Linked DNA regions of Mus musculus: region 2 is linked to region 1. The links are chromatin contacts, called in public Hi-C maps. All regions are on one chromosome and are shown on one strand. Each heading gives the region's core, a stretch centred on a gene start, on an enhancer-like site or on the middle of the called end of the contact. The rest is flanking DNA. Distances are from core to core; before and after follow the strand shown.

The links. A called contact is a pair of places that touch in the nucleus more often than the background predicts.
Region 2: a Hi-C map of liver shows a contact between it and region 1, with 1.7 times the contacts expected there. The contact joins the promoter of Rims2 here to the enhancer-like site in region 1. A contact is called at or near these places in 12 of 39 promoter capture datasets (the 3T3-L1 cell line, 3T3-L1-derived adipocytes, the HPC-7 cell line and 6 more), 2 of 484 Hi-C or Micro-C datasets (both in liver), 6 of 115 datasets of contacts at active chromatin or transcription factors (embryonic stem cells, epiblast stem cells and stem cell-derived neural progenitor cells) and 3 of 9 other capture datasets (adipose tissue, liver and pancreatic islet).

Annotation. Positions count from the first base shown.
Region 1 is chr15:39,144,122-39,151,432 of GRCm38.p6, reverse strand. It overlaps Dcaf13 (DDB1 and CUL4 associated factor 13), which reads right to left. Exons shown (of 11, transcript NM_198606.2): 10 at 6,179-6,342; 11 at 4,577-4,760. The coding sequence ends at 4,673. Among named protein-coding and RNA genes, the nearest start is that of Dcaf13, 35 kb to the right of the region's middle. Within about 2 kb of position 4,437, at least 7 of the 459 cell types and tissues checked have an H3K27ac peak or open chromatin away from gene starts, as enhancers often do. A contact at or near this core is called in liver, where this site is marked.
Region 2 is chr15:39,193,760-39,201,070 of GRCm38.p6, reverse strand. Rims2 (regulating synaptic membrane exocytosis 2) reads right to left here and starts at 2,785. Exons shown (of 27, transcript NM_053271.2): 1 at 2,533-2,785. The coding sequence starts at 2,708.

The DNA.
Region 1 (7,311 bases), core at 3,188-5,687:
TGTTTTAATGAAGTACCTTCATTGGCCAACTTAAACACCATCCTAGGTACCATTGATTTGTTTCTTATATCTTGAAGCAAGCAACTTCAAGACTTCGACTTACTGAGAAAGTTTTTTTTATCAGAAATCTCCATGTATATAAAAATGTAGGTATATTTTACATATGATATGACAGTCTCAGAGAAGGTAACTAGAAGCAACTTAGTTATCATGGATTATAAACAGATTTGGAACATTAGTTTGTTCTGTCTTATTTACTCTATTTAATCAAAACTTAAGTAAAATCATTCAAAGATATAATCTCCTGTAGGAAATGCTTGACATTTATTTTTATGAGTAATAGCAATTTGAAAGACACAGATGGCTGATGAGAAAATTTACTACAAATGAAATTGAATTCATTCATTATAATCCAGATTGCATAATGCTATTCAAAGCTTTACATTTCACTTGGAAAGAAAACTAATTATTAAGATTGCTTTTTACAAATTAGTCTTCTGGCCCCTTTCTTTACAGAATCGAGACTAGAGCCAAACCTGTTTGTTCTGACTTAGTTATGTCTGAGCTTAAAACTTTTATATCTGGGTTTCCATACATACTTTGATAATACTTTTAAACCCAAATGAATTTTTATATTAAGATTATAAATTTTGAGAATAATAATTTTAGAGGAACATGCATTACTAAAGTGCCAAACTCGGTGTGTGAGTGTATACTTCCTGGCAATATTAATTATTTAAAGGAATTTTCACACTACCTAATATTGTCATTTCTCCACCACTTCCATTTTATTTCTGCAAAGGATAAAGATAAAATTTCCTTTCAGGTAATTATAAAGTCTGCAAGCTGTGTCCTTATTGGGCACACAGAATGCTGGGACTCAGTTCTGGTCTGGGAAAGGGGGCTTTGTTTGCTCTGAATGATTACAGTGTGGTCAGTAGTCCAGTGGTTTCACAAGCTTGGTCAAACTTCCAAGGCTCATCAGTAGAAAGGTAGATGGCACAAGAAAAGGTCTCAGTGTGGTTGTTTGGTTTAGCAGCCAGATGAAGCAAGTACACAGTCCATTATGCAAGAGACCTGCACTTGGCTAATTGCCATGATGAAGCAGATTTGGAAAGGAAGGGTTCAAGTAGAGCCAAATGGAGAAAGGTTGGAATCAGAGGTCTACTCCTAGGATGGAGGACGCTGAGTCTCAAACCTTTATATCTTTCCCATCTGTTAGGAAGAACAGAGACCAGAAGGAACGTAGGAAAGTATTTACAGGTATATATCCAGAGACCTAGGTAATGAACTAGAAAAACAGGTCACCAAAATGTACTAAGGTTGACGTTTCCCAGGACCTTTCATCAATTTAGCAATGAACAGCCCCAAGTCATCCCAGGAGCCTTCACATTTTCCTTCATATCACTATGTTGCTATTATTTTGGTGATTAGCTCAAATGTACTGGGCTTGCCTGCCCATATACAGCTTGTTCCACGTCATGCTAAATCATGGCCAGAACCAGATATCTCAGCTGGTAACTCTGCTTTAAGGACCCAACTCCAAAAATAAGCAGTTCTACCCCTCAGGAACTGAAATGGAAGGCAGCCATTTATGGGTCATTAGAACTGGAAAGTGACACCAAGTCAGGCTAAGGCGACTGCTTTGAAATGTGCCGAGCTGAACGGGAGACCGGAAGTCGGTGTCTGGAGATCATTGGGTAGGCAAGCCTCAGCTCAGTCAGTAGTGCCTGCTTCGGCTGTACTGAAATCCTGTCCCTGGGGCTCTGCTACTCCTTCCCATTTCTTAAATTTCCTTGAGGCAAACACTCATTCGAACAGAATGATCGCCAATCTCTGTCTCCAACCATGTATTAACTACAAGTGGTTTTTATCTTTATGTTGTAATAGACATTCCCCCTCTCTCCCTCCCCCTCCCTCCCTTTCTCTCCTTCTCTCCCTCCCACAACCCCTCTCTGTTGTGACTACACCAAGTGAGCTGATATTTGAAGTATGCTCCACCCCATCTAGCTTCCAGCTCCTCCTGCACCTACCTCTCTAGTGCTGGAGTTACAGGCGGGTACCACCACACTTAGTTTTATGTGGTGGGGATCAAACTTAGGCACTCATGTATTCAGGTGAGAATTTTACCAGCGGAGCTACATCTCCTGCCTATTTAGGCTTACTGTGAAGGTGGCCCTAAAATGGATTTTTTTTCCCCCTTTGGTGCTGGGGTGTATTATGGGATAAAGATCGAAAGACCTCTACCTCCCTCCTGTTTTTATGACTAGGCTTCTCTGTTCTTTTCAAAGCATGAGGTGGTGTAGACATTAGACTTGGCTCACTGTCTCCTCTTTTGACCACGTTCACCTATGCTTTTTTCTACCCTCTGCTCTCAGGCTCCTCGTGTTAAGCTTTGTGATCCATTAATCTCTAATATCCCTTCTCTCTCTGGAGAAAGAATATTAACCCAAACTTTATATATTGACCTGGAACTGAAAGTTTCTAATAACTTGGCATTGTTGGAAGACATTTCCTTCCTTCTTTTTTAATGAGCAGTTTTTAATGAACACACTGGAGAGGTCTTGAGTTTACTTTGAAAACATCCTTCCTCCACTTCTAAGCATCCCTGCAAGGCCAGACTCAGCAGGCATTCGATAAGCACTACTCTTCGTGGGGAAGGGGGATGGAGGAAGGATTGTGGGAGGGGGTGGGTGACCAGGAGGGAGGCAGTGAGTGGGATGTAAAGTGAATAAATAAAAATAAATGAATAAAAAAATTTAAAAAGAAAATATAGTAATAAAAGTATCAAGAGAAGACCAACAGAGTCAATTAACCTCGACCCTTGTGGGCTCTCAGAGGCTGGAGCACCAACGAAAAAGCATACATGGACTGGACCTAGACCCTCTGCACATAACCAAGCAGATGTGCAGCTTGGTCTTCATACAGATCTCCCAACAGCTGGAGCAGGAGGCTGTCCTTGATTCCACTGCCTGCCTGTGAATCCTGTTCCCTTAACTGGGCTGCCTTGTCTGGCCTCAGTGGGAGAAGATGTGCTCAGTCCTGCAGTGTCTTGATGTGCCAGGGTGGGCTGGTATGGGGGTGGGTGGTCCCCCTTCTCTGAGAAAGGGAGGGATTGTGTGAGGGGTGGACTGGGAGAGGGGGCTGCAATCGAAATGTAAAGTGAATAGAAAAAACAAGCAAACAAAACAAAACAAAACAAAAAAACAAAACCAAGCCACTGCTGGCCTCTGAAGGGCTTGCTTCTTCCTTCCCCAGCAGGTAGGCCTTTCTTTTCTGCTGCTGTATTGTCTTACTAAGATATCATAATGCTCTGCAATTACTTATTTTCTTTGAGATTGACCCCTTCAATGTAGACTGTGTACAGACTATATGAACTGTAGTAAGAACTCCCTTTGGAGATTCTTATCAGAATTTGATGTAAATTAATTTCAAGTAAGTGCATGTAAGACATACTGTTTAGAAACCAGCAGGTCAACAGATATTATTGTTACAATTATTAATAAAGCCTTGTACAGGACTTTTTCTTGAGAATCTCTGTAGGTGGTAGGTATGCTATTCAAACAGAGAATGCAAGAGATGACCCTGAGGCTTGAAGCAAAAGAACAAGTTCATTCCAGACACTGCCATAAGTGCTCATGAAGAAAACCAAGCATAAAGCTGCTACTGCCCTTGGCTTAAAAATTATAGACAAGACAGACACACACACACAGGGGTGGGGGACACAAGGGCATGTACACATGTGTGAGCACCTGCTTGCTAGGACTCAACACAGGTTGAGGAAATCAGAAAATATCTATTCAATAAACAAGTTATCTATCCACTCACAATCCCTAGACACTGGCAAAGACACTCACCATGCTTCAAGGTCCCTGCCATCAAATACTTTAGTACTTTAACTCTGAATTAACTACTCAAGCTACTCGCCAAAGGCATCCTGATTACCTTATTGTTTATACCCGTGACAGAACATTACCCAGTCTGTTTCCATCAAAGAGAAGGGTCACACTGACTACATGGTGAGACTTAATAAGAAGGCATTTGATATCCACAGGCAATTCTGTCTTTTCTACTTCCGCTCTTCTCTCTTTTCAGCAACTTCTCATTATCACCATCCTTACTCCCTTCAAGATCTACTCTGACAATGTCACTTGAGAAACTCTATGTGTACATTTTTTACAAGAGGCCATGAACGCCAAAAGTGACATTTCAAAAATGGTCAGAATCATGCTGTGTGTAGATTAGCCTAGGCTTGAATTACAGGAAATCGCTCGTGTCTCTGACTAGTCAGGCTCTGTGATGTGAGGGACACTGAAAATATCACTATGGAAACCAGGTTGTAGCAGGAGGTAGGGCCAGTGACTCAGCAGGTGCCACTTCTCTACATAGCAGTAGCATCGAATGCTCTGACAAGACACCAGGCAAACATACCAAGGTTTCAGTTGTTACATAACAAACGAACTGACAGGTGATTCTGCTACTGCACAGCTGGCTCTTAGATCAGTGCAAGTAGTAAGAAAAACAGAGAACGCCAAGTCAAGCAGGGCAAAAGAAAGAAAAACACACAACTGCAGTGTTTACTATTAAACCAGACTCAGGACTTTTATTTACAGAGTTCCCAAATCAAAAGTAGCAAATAATTATATATCAAACTTGGTAGGAAGACAAAACATTATTTCACAACCGCCACTACGTGTTTCTTCCTCTCTGACACAATCGGCACAGATCCAGGCTTGCTATGTTTACGACGATTCATTTCCCTAGAAATAAACAAAATATATAAAATATGAGCAAGTACATAAGAAATTACCTCAGCCAAAAGAAATTAAATCATAAAGCATTTTCTTTCACTAGAACTAAACTTAAAAAAGAATTTTCCAATGAGAATAAAGTAAAAAGTTACATTCAACTTTTGTTATTTAATTGCTTCATATTAATGATCAATGTCTAAGGCTGTACCACCCTGAATGCACCTGATCTTGTCTGACCTTAGAAGCTAAGCAGGTCAAGACTGGCTTATAGGAATACACCTTAGTGCTGCATGCTTTTGAGCCAGGTGTGGTGATACAGGACTTTAATCCCAGGACTCAGGACTCAGAGACAGGATAATCTCTGAGTCAGAGGCCAGTCTGGTCCATACTACCGCCCTGGAGACTGTCTCAAGAAAAACCAAAAACCAACCAACTAAACAAACAAACAAACAAACAAACACCTAAAACCCAGCATCCCTTACTAAGTTTAAAAATACCACAGTTTATTAAGAGACATAAATATGATTAAATCCCAACATGTACCCAAAGAGCATAACAACAGTAACTCATAACAAAACCCAAAAGCTCTAAAAACTTCAACACTGCATTAATCATGGGCTCCCGAGAAGGCGTTCTACAGGAGAAAGGGTGGGGGCTGGGGAAGTTCTGCTTCGTAGCTCTCAGAGGATGAAGAAGAAGAACCACTGGAGCCCAGGAATTCAAAACTAGCTTAGGAATCACAGTGAGTCCCTTACCTCAAGAAACAAGACATTAGATCTCAAATAAAATTAAAGTTTTTAAAAGAAATGATTGTTAAATATGAGTTTTAAAAATTCGTTGCAGTCCAGACTGGCTTTGAACTCGTGGTCCAGAGTACTGGGATTATAGGTAGGTGCTACTATGCCTAGTTTCTTTGAATTCATTTAGAAAATACAGTATGTCATAATAATAGCTATATTACAACTGATTTGCTTTCCCCCCTCCCCCCCCAAGAGCTGAGGACCGAACCCAGCTAGCACTGAGCTAAATCCCCAACCCCTTGTTTTTGTTTTTCGAGACAGGGTTTCTCTGTGTATCTCTGGCTGTCCTGGAGCTCGATCTGCTGACCAGGCTGGCCTCAAACTCAGAAATCTGCCTGCCTCTTCCTGCCAAGTGCTGGGATTAAAGGCGTGCGCCACCACTGCCTAGCTATAACTCATTCCTTAGCGTTATGTGTCGGTAACTTTAGCACTGGAGAGATGGAGACAGGAGGATCTCCAAAGTTCACCAACCAACTAGTCTAGCAATAGGTGATTTCCAGGATCGGTGAGATGTTTCCAAACAGTAAGACGGAAGGAAAGTGTCTGCTTGGTGATGGTGATGACAGAGATGACAGAGGGAAGACAGCTGAGAGTACTAAGCGAAGAGTCAACGGTCTCAACACATACTTTCGGCGCCGAGCTTCCTTCATCACGCGCTGCTCCTGAATCTGGCTGTAGATAGATTTCGGGAGATGTCGGTGGCGAGCAATCCGTTTTACATGTGGATGGTATTGAAATTTTTCCTTTAACTTCTGGTTATAATCATTTGCTGCTTTTTCTCGTGATGTAAGCTAAAAACAAAGTGCATTTGGTATCTCAAATTTTTTATAGTTTTCTTGAGTGTAAAAATTTAGGAAGTACTTCTTCCCCCTTGTCCCCAAAATTCAACTTTTACTACACACAAACAAAATCACCAGTGAGCTTGTCAGTACCGCTCTGCAAGCAGCCGCTGCTCTGGAGGCAGCACACCAACATGTAAACAGATGCCAGAAGGTAAGCAGCAGTGTGAGCTGGGGTCAGGGCTGTGTGAGCTGCAGGGCCAGGCTCTGCAGCCCTCGGAGGCTGAGCACACGAGGCACAGGGTACAGAAAAGGCATCAGGAGCAGTCAGTCAATTTAGATTTTGGTAAAAATCTAACTACATAAAAATTTTTTAAAAAGTATGTAACCCCATAAGTAGGTTTTGTTTAACAATTCGAGGAATAAGAGAAACACACTAGAGCATTCTGTTATGAAGGGGTCTGAGACACAGTGAACACTAATGACAACTGAACTTAAAGTAGAATTACCTTTGGTTATTGTTTACTGCTGCTTGACTTTCCTGCCAGAGCTAAGCAGAAATCATTTCAAACCCAACATCCCTTTCTTAGTACTCACGTAAACAGACTACACAGTCCACACAGGAAAGTGGACACTTAGAAAATATCAACAATGACAAAAAACCACAAGTCAAACATTATCTTACAGCCCAGATATAGCTGCAGTTTCATAGAATCTATTTTAAAGGTGGATTTTCAGGTCTTTGCCATCAGATGATCTCTTAGGACTTGCAGCCTTTGACATATGCAATCACTACTGCTTTAACAGTAGAGTTGTTCATTCATATCTTACATTTCTACTCTCTACGTCATCTACGTCCAACCAAAGAAAACAAAGAATGATGGAGTCGGAGCAGTGTCACTGTAAACTGGTCAGCCCTTCTGCAAGTGCACTTCTGTGCGTGCGCAGGTACAGTGGGTGCTTGTGAAGGCTAAGATCGAC
Region 2 (7,311 bases), core at 1,536-4,035, 51 kb before region 1:
TGGGTATACACATCTTACTTTGAATAATATTTAGTATGGATACTGAGACTCACAGATCACACAAAATATTTTTATCCAGCCTTCAATTTCTTCACACATCAAACTTATTTTTATTATGATAGTTAAAGAGTAGCAGATACAAATTTGAATTTTAGTTTACTTCTCTGTGCCTATGACCTTCTCTCAGGAAAGATGCTAGCTAACATTCAGTTAAATGACAGACAGTTTAGTGAGGAGCTGATATATGGTCCTAGATTTTCAAGAGAAAGAGTAAACACAACTATCAGGATTATTTTTTCTACACAGCATATTTGTTATTTAACACCCAAGGCTGGAAACATATTATTTAATAAATGGTCAAATTTTTTCAAACTGATTTGCCTCTTGTTCCTGCAATACTATTATAAAGTTTACTCTCAGTTTCCTTGTCCACTCTCATTTCAAAAACATTTTAAAGAACATTTAAAACTATGTGAATAACTACTTAAATCTGAGTCTATATTTCTCGTTGATGTGATTTCACATATTATATAGCTATATTTAGAGACTGTGTCTGGCTAAATAAAGTGAAATAAATATACAAACATATATTTGCAAAATATGGAGGTTTACTTAGAGATGTGCACATATATACTTGACCTGGAAAACCCTTTTTAAACATCTATTCAGTAAAATACGCTCTTCATTTTGAGCAATTTGTAGTTCAGTACTCAAACAGTCACTAAAATGTCCATATATTGAAACTGTGAATAAAAACTACATAAGATTAACTAGCCAATAAACACTATGCTTCAGTTTACTATAAATAAAACCCCATTTCCATTTAAATATGTAGGTCAAAGAAATAAAGCCATATTTTATTTGAGCATCATTTTGGCAACACTGATTTTCAGCAACTATATTAAGAAGTGTAAATTTATATATCTGAATATAAATCGTAATGATCAGAATCTTAGCACATACTAGTATATAGATTAAAGTTGAGCAAAGTTAGAGTATGCTCAAAAAGCTTTTTTAAAAACTATTTTTATTATTCCATAGTTTAAACTGATTAAATTTCTTAACTTTTTATTCCTATCCTATGACCATGAATAAGCCAAATTCCCTAGTAAATATTCAAACCTAAAAATTAGTATTGAAGCAATTCCTAATTGTTCTTTTATTATTTTGTGAGAACTTGTATCTTTTAAAGATATATATCTATTTGATATGTTTGTTACCATAGGTTATGTAAAATCTGCTTCACTAAAATGTGAGAAGATGTACATCTAGACAAGGTGTGTTTTCATTTGTAAAAAAAAAAAATACTGAATTCAACAACCTGTTTTCAAAATAAGTGGTGAAGGTCAGTAAGCTATTTCTTTTCAAGGAGGAAGTCAACGCTTTTAGTTGTGTGTTTCTATAGCGATTATGGGAAAGTGTATTCGGTGACATGCAAGAGAACTGCCCTCCCTCTCTTTAGGCATATACAGGTTAATTTTTATAGTGAGTAACGACTTGGACAAACATTAAAGGGTTACAGATCTTTACAGATCCAGACAATGACTTTCCAGAAGCAACCGAGATATAAAAAATCATAAAACATTTAAAAGCAAACCTGTAGAAACAATCTCAGCTACAGTGCTACACTGACAAGGAATCCCAAAGTAAAGGAAAACTCATTCTGGACAGTTCCCTGGTGCTGAAGTTACACCGCCTCTAAACCGATGCTTGGGTGCTACTTTCACGCCTCCCACCCTCGCCAAAACCCCGCTGGCTGGACTGTGAGCAAACATAGTAGAACTTCACAAGCAGGGAGCAACCCAAACTGCCACGATGGTAGGAAGTGGAGTCTCCTCGGGATCCTACAGATTTACTAGTTGCAAACAGGAAGAACAGCAGCAGAGTGCAGGGTGTTAGCACCCGCCGAGGGGGAGGGGCTGGAAGATGGCGGCGGCCGCACACCCACCCGAGACGAGACGAGACCGCGCTTAGGCCCCCTCGCCCGCCCCGCAGCCTTCCTGTCCGCTGCGACCGTGGGCAGCGCAGCTCCTCCCGGGGCTGGGGACGGAGCCGGCCCTCGCAGGCGCGGGACGAGCGACCCCGGTGGCACCGGCACCCCGGGCCTGGGCGCTTCACCCGGGTCCGGCCCGGGAGCACCTGTGCACGGCCATATTGGATTCCTTGCCCCAGTCACTGCCTCCGCGCGGGGGCGGCGGGAAAGGAAATGGGACGCGAGGAGCCAGGGTTCAGCCTCATCCCGGGAGCCGAAGTGGCCCGCGGGGAAAGCCGGAGGGCGCCGGGGAAACCGCCGCCTCCCCGAGCTCGCCACCGTCACCTCAGCCGGCCTCGGCGCCCTCCCTCCGCGACACACACCCCCGCGGCTGACAACTAGAAAGCGACCCTGGCGGCCGCGGGCCGCAGCCCTCGTGGCCCCCGCGCCACCGGCGGGGAGGAAAGGCGGCGATCCCCGGCGCGCGGGCGGTCGCGGGGAAGCGGCCGAGGGGGGCGGAGGGCAGGGAGGGAGGCGGGAAGATGGAGCCGGGTCCTTACTTGAGCACGGACTGCTCCTTCTCCTCTTCTTTCTTCTGACGATCCATGACAGCCAGGATGATTTTCCTCTCCTCTTCCGTGAGGTGGCTGAGGTCCGGCATCTCGGGCTGCGGAGGAGGTTGAGAGGCCGCCGGGGTGGGAGCCGGGCGGCCCCGGGGCCCGAGCGGAGCCGACATGTTTGGCGGAGCCGAACCACCCTAGGGAAGCAGGGAGGCAACTCCGCTGGCAGCCGCGGCTCGGGCGCGGGCGGCTGGGGCAGCCTCCGGGGCTGGGACAAATGCATACAAATCAATGGCCTTCAATCCGAGGCGACAGCCCCCCTCCCCCAGGAAAGAAGGCAGGGGGAGGGGAGGGCCGAGGGGGGAGGGCTGAGGAGTGCGCTCGGGGAAATGTTTCTTCTTCCCGGGGGCGAAGGGCTGCCAAGTGAGCGGTTCGCGGGAGCGAGGAGCTGGAGGCCCCGACGCCGAGTGCGCGGAGCGGCGGGGGAGGGCGGTGGAGTAAGGTGGCGGGGACGGCTGAGGGTGGGGTGACTGGAGGGAGGCGGCCGCGGGCCGGGGCGCGAGTGTCCGGCGCGGCGGCGGAGCGGAGCGGGAAGCGCTGCCCGCGAGCCCGACCCCTGGGGAGTCCCGGGAACTCGCCCCGAGCGCCCGGAGGCGGCGAGAGCGGCCGTCCCGCCGGCTGGCGCGTCACCGGGCTCCGGGGCTCCGCGAGGGAGGACCCCTCCGGGAACCACGAGGCGCGGGCTGCGGCAGGGGACCCCAGCCCCCACCCCGGCCCCAGACGGCCGATCTTCCGGCCCGCGGCCCGCGGCTGCCAACGCCCGGACCCAAGTGAGCTCGCGCGCGCCGCGGGGCCGGCCGCCCGCCGCGCCTCATCACGCGCCCGCCCGGGGTCCCGCCGCCGCCGCCCCCAGTGTCCGCGGAGTCGGCGCGGCGGGCCCGCTAGGTGCACTCGCCCGCGCCGCCTCTGCCTCGCCGACTCTTCCCGCCGGGCCCGTGTCCCCTGCGAACCGCCCAGGCCCGGACTCGGCCGACGCTCGCCCCGGACCCTGCTAACGGCTGGGGCGGGGCGGGGAGCTGTGAGGAGCAGGGCGGCGAGGGAGCGGGCGCCCCGGGGTGCGGGGCTGTGGGCGGTGGGGGCGGGAGGATCTCAGGTGGCTGGCGCCGAGCCTGAGGGACCGGGCGCCCCCCGAGCTGTCCCGGGCGGGGTACTGGACCCTGGACGAGGGAAGATCGGAGCAGGTGGGTGTCCCTGCGGTGTCAGCGGCCCGGGACTCGCAGCGGGGAAGAGCCTGAGGGAGTGGAAAGGACCTGGGCGGGAGTGCGGAAGTTCTGGAAAACTGGGTTGTCGGTACCCGCTGCACGGAGAGGTACAGAAGACAGGATGCTGGGGCGGTTTGCCCGAGGCGATTGGAAGGTGTAAGAGGGAAAGGGTCAGATCACGTCCCCGGAGGAATCGGGCCGTTCAGCCCCTTTCTGCCGGTCACTCTAATCTAGAGAAGAGTCGTTATTGGAGCGTTAGCCTGATTTTAGAAAGCCTGGAGACAGGCTCAGTCAAAGAACAGAAGAAAACCGACTCCAATAGGAGGGAGGTGGCCACCACCGGCGCGGGCTCTCAGAGAAGCCCAGCGCAGCCCAGACAGCTCTCCCTCGGGGCGGGGCGAGCCAGCTGAGGTGATCTGGATCACCCCCTCTTCCTCTTCCTGCCACTAGACAGGTGCTTGGTTAGCAAGGTTACAGTGTTCGTGCGTGTGTATGTACACACCCCTACCACGCCTTCCACACTCGCACTGCTTAGTACTAGGCCAGGTTATAGGCTGGTGAGTAAAACCTTCGGGGTTTGTATTGTATTTACGTGTAGTAAGCTCTCTCCCTCCTTTGTTCCCCAGGTACCATCTGACTAGTCTCAGTTTGAGAGAACTGGGAACAGACAAAGCGGCACTACATGTCTCTTGTGATTTCTAAGCTGAAATATCTATATTGTTTTTCTCCCATCCTTTGTAACTAGAAAGAAAAAAATGGAAACGTTTGCTTATGTTTTGTTTCATATTATTATTACTACTGTTCATTGCTACTACCATTCACCTGTTTTCAACCGGATTCATAATCCAAATTAGCTTTCACTGCTTTGTGCAAACCAAATGAGATCATATTAGCCCAATTGATTTAAGTGTTTTACAGTTGAAGAATTTTTATAAATCTCTAATCCAGCCTCATCAATAGGAAATTGAAGACCAAGATCAGAAGATGTATAAGTATGGTAAATAATAGAGCTGGAGCCAGACTCTAGAAACTAAGTATAATTTAAGACTATCATGCATGGTTTTTAAAGTTAAGACACGAAAACGTGGGTCACTTTAAAATACTTGAACCTAACCCTAGAGCAAATGGATCAGCTTCTAGAACTTAGACCTTAGTCGTGGATACACTTTGAAAATACCCCAGACCACTAATGTCTAGCAAAGGTTGGGGGCCATATATTCTAAGGAAGAAAACACTTCTAAAGAAAATTGAGTCTGTTACCTAAAATTCAAATGCTAAGTTTTATTATACACACACTCCTTTCTTGTCATGCATGGCTGTTACCAAACAGTTGGTATACGTACAGCTTTAACCTAGGAAACACAAACCGCCAGAACACGGTAAATCTCCCTTTAAATGAGACGATAGAACTATAAATACTAGTGTTCCACCTTATTTCTGTTTCCATTTTTAAAAATACCATCCTTCAAAACCCAGCCAACATCATCATCCCAACAGGATCAGAACCCAGAATACACAAACACTGCTGAGTCTGAAGATTCTGAGGTTAAAATAGCTTAGTTATTTCAAATATGTTAAATGTGAACTTGAAAGCAGTTATTCAGATTGGGGAAATGTGGGTTCATTTGCAGCAGACAGTCACCTTCTGGGACCTACATTATTTTCTGCCAGTCATACAGTGTTCTGAGGTCTGTTTCCCTGTCCCACCCCTTCGTCTCCCTGGACAAGACAGTGCCAGTACTTGAAACCTAGTAGGCATGAACCTGAATCTATGCCACAACTGATATAGGAGTGTGAATGGGCTGACTAGGATTCTCTGTTGTTTGGCGGTTTGTTGTTGCTGCTGCATATGTTTTATTCTGCTGTTGTAGTCTTTTGCTACAAGTGAGTTTTTCTTATTAAAGGAAATTCTTAGAAGTGGAAGTACATAAAATCAGCTGTCATTAGTCAAGTACCTTTACAAAGTGAAAGTTTGGCACTTTTATATCATACAGAGAGATATATACATGATGTATATCATATAGAGCTTTAAAATGGGTTGTAGCCTAGGTGATCTACTTTTAAAGTAGTCACTCAATTTAAGATAAGGTTGCTATGCTCATAATGAAATGAAATATTGTCACAAGGCTTGGTTTTCCCAAAATATGGATCTTAGAGATGTCCGTTTTATTCTAGTTTGTGTTTACCTGAAATGTTAGTCGTATCTTACTTTGTCATATATGGAATTCTATTTTGCTTGGACATATCTCTCAGTAGGTGAACACATTTGTAGTAGATTCAAAATGCAATGTTCTTGCTTAATTTTAGAAGTAACTGTCTGTTATTACTGAATTTGGGTTCCTGTAGGTTTATAACCCCTGTGAGTCTGTGAACTCTCATTTTGCATAATGATAAGAACTATTTATAATCTACTAGGTAAGTATTAGGAGGCATACCTGAAGTATAAAACTATAAAATAATCACATTCTTGTCATGTACTAAGGCCTCAGTATTCTGCCATGAAATCTGGATACCTCACAAGGATACCTCACAAGACTCAGAATCACTTCTGCTCTACTGTGGATAGATGGTTGTTAGTCTACAGCTTATCCCGACAGCTCTAGATGATTCTGTCTTGCAGCACTGCATGAGAAGCACTCTGGATTGTGTTATGTGGCTTGGTAGTTGGTCACTTGTTCTTGTTAGTTTTGTCAATTTGACACAAACCCTTCAGGTCTCCTGGGAAGAGAGAATCTCAACTAAGGAATTGCCTCTATCAAAATAAACTGTAAGAAGTGAGGGTGTGTTTTCTTGATTTATGATTGATATAGAAGGCCCAGGACATTATGGGAAATGATAGCCCTGGGCAGGAATTCTGGGTTTTATAAGAAAGCAAGCAGAGCCAACTAGTAAACAGCATTCCTCCATGGTGTCTGCTTTAGTTCCTGCCTCCTGGTTCCTGCTATGAGTTCTTGCCTTGGCTTCCCTGATGATAGTCTGTAACCCATAAGTCAAGTCTTAAAGTTGCTTTTGTCAGACTTTTATCATAGTAACAGAGACACAAACTAAAACAGAAATTGGTACCTGAAGTAGGATTTGAAGAGGCATAAGCTCAGGTCTTTAAATGCTTAATCCCAATTAGTAGTGCTGTTTGGGAAGGTTTAAGATGTACAGTCTTGCTGGGGGAAGTATATCACTGGAGGAAGTATATCACTGGGGGAAGTATATCACTGGAGGAAGTATATCACTGGAGGAAGTATATCACTGGGGGAAGTATATCACTGGAGGAAGTATATCACTGGAGGAAGTATATCACTGGAGGAAGTATATCACTGGAGGCTGCTTAGAGACTGTTTAGTCTCACCCTATCTCCACTGTGGTCTCTCTCTCTCTCTTTCTCTCTCTCTCTCTCTCTCTCTCTCTCTCTCTCTCTCTCTCTCTCTCCTCTCTACTTTCAATAAAAACTATCTTTGTTCCCTGCTCCTATGCCATGCCTGCTGCTCCCCATTGTACTTTAGCACTATGGCTGACTGTTACC